Linked DNA regions of Anas platyrhynchos: region 1 is linked to region 2. A link is a contact called in public Hi-C data. All regions are on one chromosome and are shown on one strand. The core of a region is the stretch at or near the end of the contact, and the rest is flanking DNA. Distances in the headings are between cores, read along the strand shown.

The links. Hi-C and Micro-C count contacts between places; a contact is called where the count stands out from the background.
Region 1: a contact with region 2 is called in a Hi-C map of subcutaneous adipose tissue, with 3 times the contacts expected there. The contact joins two enhancer-like sites. A contact is called at or near these places in 2 of 8 Hi-C or Micro-C datasets (F1 follicle and subcutaneous adipose tissue).

The regions. Positions count from the first base shown.
Region 1 is chr7:8,941,671-8,945,383 of IASCAAS_PekinDuck_T2T, forward strand. No RefSeq gene overlaps it. Among named protein-coding and RNA genes, the nearest start is that of CCDC93, 9.7 kb to the right of the region's middle. Within about 2 kb of position 2,336, at least 2 of the 8 cell types and tissues checked have an H3K27ac peak or open chromatin away from gene starts, as enhancers often do. A contact at or near this core is called in subcutaneous adipose tissue, where this site is marked.
Region 2 is chr7:8,537,557-8,541,274 of IASCAAS_PekinDuck_T2T, forward strand. No RefSeq gene overlaps it. Among named protein-coding and RNA genes, the nearest start is that of EN1, 4.9 kb to the right of the region's middle. Within about 2 kb of position 1,620, at least 1 of the 8 cell types and tissues checked has an H3K27ac peak or open chromatin away from gene starts, as enhancers often do. A contact at or near this core is called in subcutaneous adipose tissue, where this site is marked.

The DNA of each region.
Region 1 (3,713 bases), core at 1,086-3,585, 400 kb after region 2:
GCCCTCAAACAGATCCTGAAAATCCCATCGTTTCCAACTAAAAAGAACGTAGAAGAGCTTGAAAAGCAACCAGTAACTCCAGTATCTCTCACTGTGTGCAATGGAAACATGGCCAATTTTTTAGGCAGAGAGGACCAGCCCAGATGGATCATCAACGCATATCATTCAGCGTGTCAAGTAGTTCCTTCCAGTCCAATTATCACCTGATGCTGGCATTTGGGCTGTATTTAACAAACAGAAGTATCCTCAGGGCTAATTGGGTGCATTCAGAAAAATAAATAAATACATAAATAAATAACCAGGGCTGTATGCAAAGACTGTGACTTCATACAATAGAGTTGTATTATGGAAAACATGTGAAGAGTAAAAAAGTATTTTATCACTGCTGGGTGCAATTGGAGATAGGAAGTCTGTAAAAGCAAATGACAATTCTTTGGCTTGATTCAGTACAAAGCAACAGAAATCTTTACTTTGACCTCAGCAGGCTTTGCATGAGACTGTCAGTAAAACTGCTGTGCAAGCTAAAGAGATTCTTGAAGATTAACCTAAATATTGTGTTTAGATAGTTAATCTGATGGCCTTGAAAGTTAAATGATGATATTACATTTACTAGAAATAGCTTAGTTTTCTTCTGCAGTGTCAGGGATATGCTCTTGTCAGAAGCAGGTTACTACTCTAGTATTAACTCTTTCCCCATGGCAACACCTCCAACTCCTTGCTTTTCTGATTTTTTTTTTTTTAATTACTATAAAGCTTGATAATCAATACAGCTGCAGAAAAAGCAAAATACAGTCTATCTCCCCTTATGCCTTAGCAATAAAATTGCAGTTCCATCCCGATCCCAGAATATCAGCTGCTATCAGAGCTAAGTTATGAACTACAAGGCATAAAAAAAGGTAGCTCGATTTTCAGATACTCTGTTAAGTGCAGAGCTGGCAGTTAGAAAAGTAATATTTTGCCTTATAAATTTGGTGAATTTGATAGGGAATTCAGTGCAAAAGCATCAGAACAGAACACCAGCACACCAGTTTCCAAGTGCAACAATAACCTTTGGGGCGACCAGACTTGCATGAGAGTTCTCCAGTGCTGGGTTGCCTGCTAGCACCAGCGAGTATTCTGGTGGACAGACTCAGGTCCCCATCCTTTCTTAAACAGCTCTGGATGAGGCATGGAACAGAATAGTCATCTTCCACCTCTTAAATGAAAGTTAATTGAAAAATTTTATAAAGAATGTGGTCTAGAGCTGAACATGGTCAAAGGCTACAGAGATTCTTTCTTTGTTATTTCTCCATAAAGTGTTTGAAATAATAGTTCTGACTCCAACCCTTTCACAACTCATTTCTTCTTCTTTTTGGTTTCTCCTACGTGAACAGCCAGGCTTCGGCACAGCCACCCAGCATATATGCAGGCAGCCCTTCCCTCTTCCAGAAGCTCTTCAGAACTGTCCTAATGTTGGAAATTTTGCCTCTGCTGGCAAATCCATGGCTTATCACTGGCATTTCTGACATTGCACAGCATGGACAGTCCATTTGCCATTTTATTTTGCAACCCCATTTCACTTCTTACTAAAAGCAGACTTGTTTTTTCTCTCTCTTACAGCTCAGCACAGACCTGTTTTCTGTGAGCATCTCAACACCTTGACCCTCACTAAGAACAGCTGCAACTTTTCTCCTGCTTGTGCTGACTTCTCCACCTCTCGCTGCTCTACAGCATGCTGCCTCACATCATATACAGCTCCAGAAATAGAGGCAGGTGAGTCTTGATGTGACATTCTGATACAGCATATGCAGCTCATTTCAGCCTACTTTCTAAATCAAAAAAAAAAAAAATACAGATTATTTTCTGCTATACAAATAGAGACTTTGTATAGACAGCTATGGAAGAGAATGACAAAAAAGAAAATGCATTGCCAGATTTCTCTTTAAATCTGCAGTAGAAAGGGAGGTGGGAGAGAACCTAGGCAGAAGAGATGAAGACAGAAGTGTCCTTAAGCTCCGTAGAACAATATAACAAATTTAAAATTTTAACAAATTTTACAAAAATTTTAACAAATGAAGAAATTAAGCTGGTCACTTCTGCCCCATGCTGACTGTGCTGAACTGCTGGCTTGCAGCAAGGCTCAGTGCTGCCTGCTCAGCTTCCCACCAGGCCCAGGCTTCCCACAGTGAAAGGAAAAAATTCCTGCTGGATCCATCTGCAGGAATGTGTGGCTTCTTAGGATGGGATTCTACTTTGTAAAAGGTCTGAAAAACAGCAGCACCATGTCTCTGCAGTTACAGTAGTACTAGCCAGGGGTATGGTGCAAAAGGAGCATGACTAAGCTCTGCGAGCAGTTCCAAGAGACAGAAAGCCGGAAGAGGTGATTATATTCCCTACACAGAGGCTGATTTAGGAGATAAGCGCTAGTTGCACATCTATTTCTTATACTAAGCAAAAGTAGCACGGATCCCAAGTAAGAGGGCAGCAGTAATGGGAAGCAGAGCTTGCTGGAGGCAGCTTTTTATGCTTGCTTTGTGAATGAGCCATGTTTTGAATTGCCATTTGGACCAGACTAGACTGGACAGCCTCCAACATAGCCCAACTGTTACTGTGTCTGTAGGAATGTTTTTCCGAGTTGCAAAGTCACGGAAGTTTCAAGGCATTCCCTTTCCATCTGTTTCTAGGAGTAGTCACTGATAAGAGGGCATGCTTTGGGGATGCACGGTATAACTCCAAACATATTACCTCCAGCTTTTCAAACTCACAAAAAAATGAACTGCTGGAGACAGCAGAGAAATTGCTAGGAGAATTCTACAACAAAAAGACCTCATTAGTTCTGAAGTACAAAAAATAAAAATAAATTTTTTAAAAAATCTAACACATTCACTGGAGTCAATCAAACTGCTGCTTATGAGTTGACTGGTAAGAAAAATGCTAAAAATCTTAGAGGTAAATCTTTGTCCTAAGTGGCCCTGCTTAAAAGATGTGAGGCTGTGTAATAAGGCATTGCCAGTTCTCCCTATTTTTGTTATGGGCTCTGCAATATTCAGTGTTTGTCTAAAGCCCAGCTCCTGGAATCAAGAGATTAAGTGAAAAGTCTCTGTTTTAATTTAAAAACAAACAAGAAAGGTTTTCTTCATTTTGTCATTGATGGAAAAAGAAAAGAGAAGAGAAGAATAGAAAAGAGAGAAGAGGAGAGGGGAGAGGAGGGAAGCAGAGGAGAGGAGAGGAAAGGAAGCTCTCCAAGGGCTCAAAAGCCAAAAAGCAGATAGAAAAGCCTTCATATTGATATATAATTTAGATATATTAAATCACCTGATTAAAGTCAATTACGTTATTTATGAGATTGAATTTAAGTCAATTACATTATTTATGGAGATTGAATTTTTAATGTTCATTGTTTAGTAACACTGACTATGCCATATCCATGAGGCATCAGGTTTCTTTATTAAATAACCCATCCTTTAATCAGCAGCAAAAAAGCTTCAGAGAGATCCACCCTCAAGCCAGCTGATTCCTTTCTGTTATCACTGGTGAAGGAAAAATAGCAGGTAGCACCGATAGCAGCTGCTACCTGTGTGCCTGTGACTAGGCAGGAGAGAATATGAAGCATGCATCCACAGCTGTTTCCAAATCGACATGCCACATGACTGCCATTAGATGCACAGCATGATGGCAATGCTGCCCTGTGGCATGTAGAAAAGGAAATAATGAAATCATGCCTCATGTGGGAG
Region 2 (3,718 bases), core at 370-2,869:
AGAGTCTTTTGCATAACAATTTTTAAGGAGGACACATCCTTATATCAAAAGTGGACGTGACTTGAATTTTGCCGGCGTTTGTCCCTAAAATGACCCAATTCCGGTTACTGCCACTGGGCAGCAGTAACATTGCATCATTTCTCCAGGCGATAGACTTATTTTGCTTTACTCTCTGCCCCTTTCCCTGCCCACCCCCCCCAAGTCAAGGCATACTTTTAAAGCTGATTATTTTGTCTTGCCGCGCTCTAGCCCTACGCACGCTGTTTTCTCTCCCTGGGAACGGATGAGCGGAGAGGAGCGGGAGCGGCTCGGAGGAGCAACATGGCTAATTAACGCCCAAAGTTCCCGTGCAAGGCACAAATAGTGCCTTCAACGAAATTTCGCCGCACAGAGCCGGCAGCTCCGGTGCCCGCTCCTCCGGCCCCCTCCCCGAGCAGCGTTTCCCCCGACGAGGATCAAAAGAGCCCCCCTTTCCCCTGCTTTCTCAAATCGAAATCGTGCTGCCTCCCAGCCCCACCGGTCAAGTTAATTCCAGAACAAAGGAGGACAAAAACACAAAGGATTTCTCTTCCCCCCCCTCCCTCTCTCCCCGTCTCAAACTTCCCCGGTGCCTGCACCCTGGCCCGGCCCAAGCCGGGGCCGCCCCCCCGGGGCAGCGCCTCCCGGGCCCGGCAAGACGGGGGGGTGACAGAGGGGACGGCAGCATTGGGGACACGGGGCTGAGCGCTCCTCCCAAGCTCTGGTGGGGAGAAAGCCCCGGGCTGCCTACAGGCTGCGAAGGGAGAAATTATTACACCCGTGGCCCCCGGCACCGGTGCTGCTGTATGGACCCGGGGGGTAAAAAAAATAAATTAATTAAAATTAAAGACCGGGTCATCTCCCACCCCTGGGGCAGTGTGGGCAGGGGTCGCTGCTGGAGTCCGAGCCAGCCTTGGGGGCTGCACCTGAGGGTCGGGGAGAGGACCCTGGGGAGCATCCTTCCACGCCGCGCTGGGCAAACTTCCCACGGGAGGCGTCCCCCTGCCCCCAGGGGGGTCCTGCGGGAGAACCCCCACGGGTGGGGACCGGCGGCTCCGGCCCGAGTGGGAAGCCGGGGGTCGTGCGCCCCCCGAGCTGACGGCTACACCTATTTGCACACGCGTGTGCACACGCAAGGAAAACCTTCCCCTGCGCTCTCGCTGCACCCACGCTGGGACACGCGACTCGCACACGCGTGGGGAGCCCAGAAACACCGCACGCGTGGGGCTGCGCGGAGAGAGGCGCCCCACGGACCTCCCCCCAGCCCTGCAGGGCGCACCACAGGGGTCGGACCCGCGTGTGCCCCTTTGTGGGAAAAGCGCTGGGGGCTGTTCCCCCTCCCCCGGCCACGGAGCCCCGCGGAGCGGCCCCGGCCCCGGTCCCGGCCCCGGGTGCGCAGTGGCGAGGGCGGGGGCCGGCACCCTCCGGGGCCGGGCGGTGCAAGGCGTGAGCCCTCGCCAAAGTGTCCCCAGCTCGCCCTTCGGCTGCCGGCTCGCCGAACAGACCCAGAAGCAGAGCGAGGCGTAGGTAGCAGGGAGAGCCGGAGGAAATTGAAACCAGATTTCGCAATGTAAATGGGTGCGAGCCAGTCCCGCACCGCGGGCAGGGTGCAGCGGGGCGCACGCCGGGAGCAGCCTGCCGGAGCCGGGCTGGGCGCAGCGGGAAGCCCCGAGCAAACTTTCAGCCCCCGTTCGTAGCCTATTTAGCGAGGGGACGGGAGGATCTGACCCGAAGTGGGGTGAGGCAGCCCTCGGAAACATCCCCCGTAACTTAAACCAGATTGTCAGGGAGGCAGCTGGGGCTGCAGGGAGCCGCTCGGACCGCTCGCCCGTCGGGAGGATGTCGCTGCCCTTCTCCGGTGCGTTCCTGCCCCGGGCAGCTCCAGAGGAACGGCCCCGGGAGCCGGCACTTTTTAAGGCAGCCGATCCAGGTGACTTGTGCTGCTCGCAGCGAGGTAGGGGGGGCTGCAGAGGTGGGTGGGAGGCGGGGGGGCTTGGGAAGCAGATGGGAAGGGGCTTTGCAGCCAGGCCACTGGGAAGCAGCGAGCTCTTCTCCCTCCTTTCTTCTTCCCTTTCTTTCCTTCTCTCTGTTTTTCTTTTTTCTTTTCTTTTCTTTTCTTTTCTTTTCTTTTCTTTTCTTTTCTTTTCTTTTCTTTTCTTTTCTTTTCTTTTCTTTTCTTTTCTTTTCTTTTCTTTTCTTTTCTTTTCTTTCTTCCTCTCTCTCTTCCCTCTCTCTTCCCTCTCTCTTCTCTCTCCTTTTTTTCCTCTTTTCTCTTTCCTCTTCTCCCTTTCTTTTATTTTTCCCTCTCTAGTCTTGTCTACTCTTTTCTTTTTTTTCCTTCTCTATTTTTCTCTCTCTTTTTTTTCCCTCTTAGTTTTTCTTTTAACTTCTTTACTTTTCTTTCTCTTTTTATTTTTTTTTCTTTGGTTATCCTTTATTCCTGTCTTTTCTGGTTCTCTGTCTTTTTCTTCTTCCTCTTCTTCCTCTTTTTTTTCCCCTTTTTCTTCTTTCCCCTTTCCGTTTTTCCTTTTCTATTTTCCTTCTTTTTCTTTTTCTTTTTCTTTTTCTTTTTCTTTTTCTTTTTCTTTTTCTTTTTCTTTTTCTTTTTCTTGTTTCTTTTTTTTTCCTTTTCTTTTCCTTTTTCTTTTCCTTTTTCATTTATTTTTTCTTCTTTTTCCTCTTCCTTTTATTTTTCTTTTTCCTTTTTTTTTTTTCCTTTTCTTTCTCCTTTTCCTTTTCCTTTCTTTCTTGTTTCTTTTCTTTCTTTTTTTTTTTTCTTTTTATTTTCTATTTTTCGTAAAGAAACAAACCAATAACACCGCTAACAACAAGAAGGACAGTTTTCCCTCCCCTCCACAGAAACTTCACCGGACTATTTTAATCTCCGACCCCTCTGAGGAAGGAGGGAAAAGACAATGAAAAAGGAAAAGAAAATAAAAGAAACCCAAATTTTCCCCTGAAGTTCCCGAGTCCCGAAAGCCGGGCGGCATTGCTGGGGTGGGGTGGTCCCGGCGGTGTCTGTCTCGCAGCCGCCCGCGGGGACGCGCGGACCCAACCCCGGCTGCGCCCCGGAGCTTCCCGGGCCGGGCTGCGGGGCTCCGGCCGTCACCGCCGGGCTTTCCCCGGCCCTCCTCCAAAATCAAAACCTCCCCTTTCTCCTTCCCCGCTCCGGTGCAGAGAGAGATTTTGAAGCCCGGAGATATAAACCTGTGCCCCGCAAAAAAAGTTGCGAGCGGGGCTGCTTCCACTACCTATTTACCAACGAATTACACTGCTATTATTGCTTTCAATGAAGACTGAATCCCCAAGCGATAATTGAATTAGTCTATTGAAGAGACTGTCAGGTACAATGACGTGGTATATCCCGCGCATTTCCCAGGGTCTATAGGCTTTGGGGACCCGGAATGTATAGTCTGACCTTACAGCTCATAATAATAATGCTGCACTTGTAGCAGAAATCTATTCGCATTCACTTTTAACAAAACCTCTGGTCAGCCGGTCCCTGTAGGAAGGATGAAATCTATTGTATTAGAACAACTCATTTATGTCCTTCAGCAAAGGCCCCAATGAGATCTGATCTAGACCTAGAAATAGGATTACCACAGCGTATATTAACCACGTTTCTATACTTCCTCCTTTCTATAAGGGCGTCGAGGAAGAAAAAAAAATGCAAAGGATTTTTGATCCGATTTTAATTTTC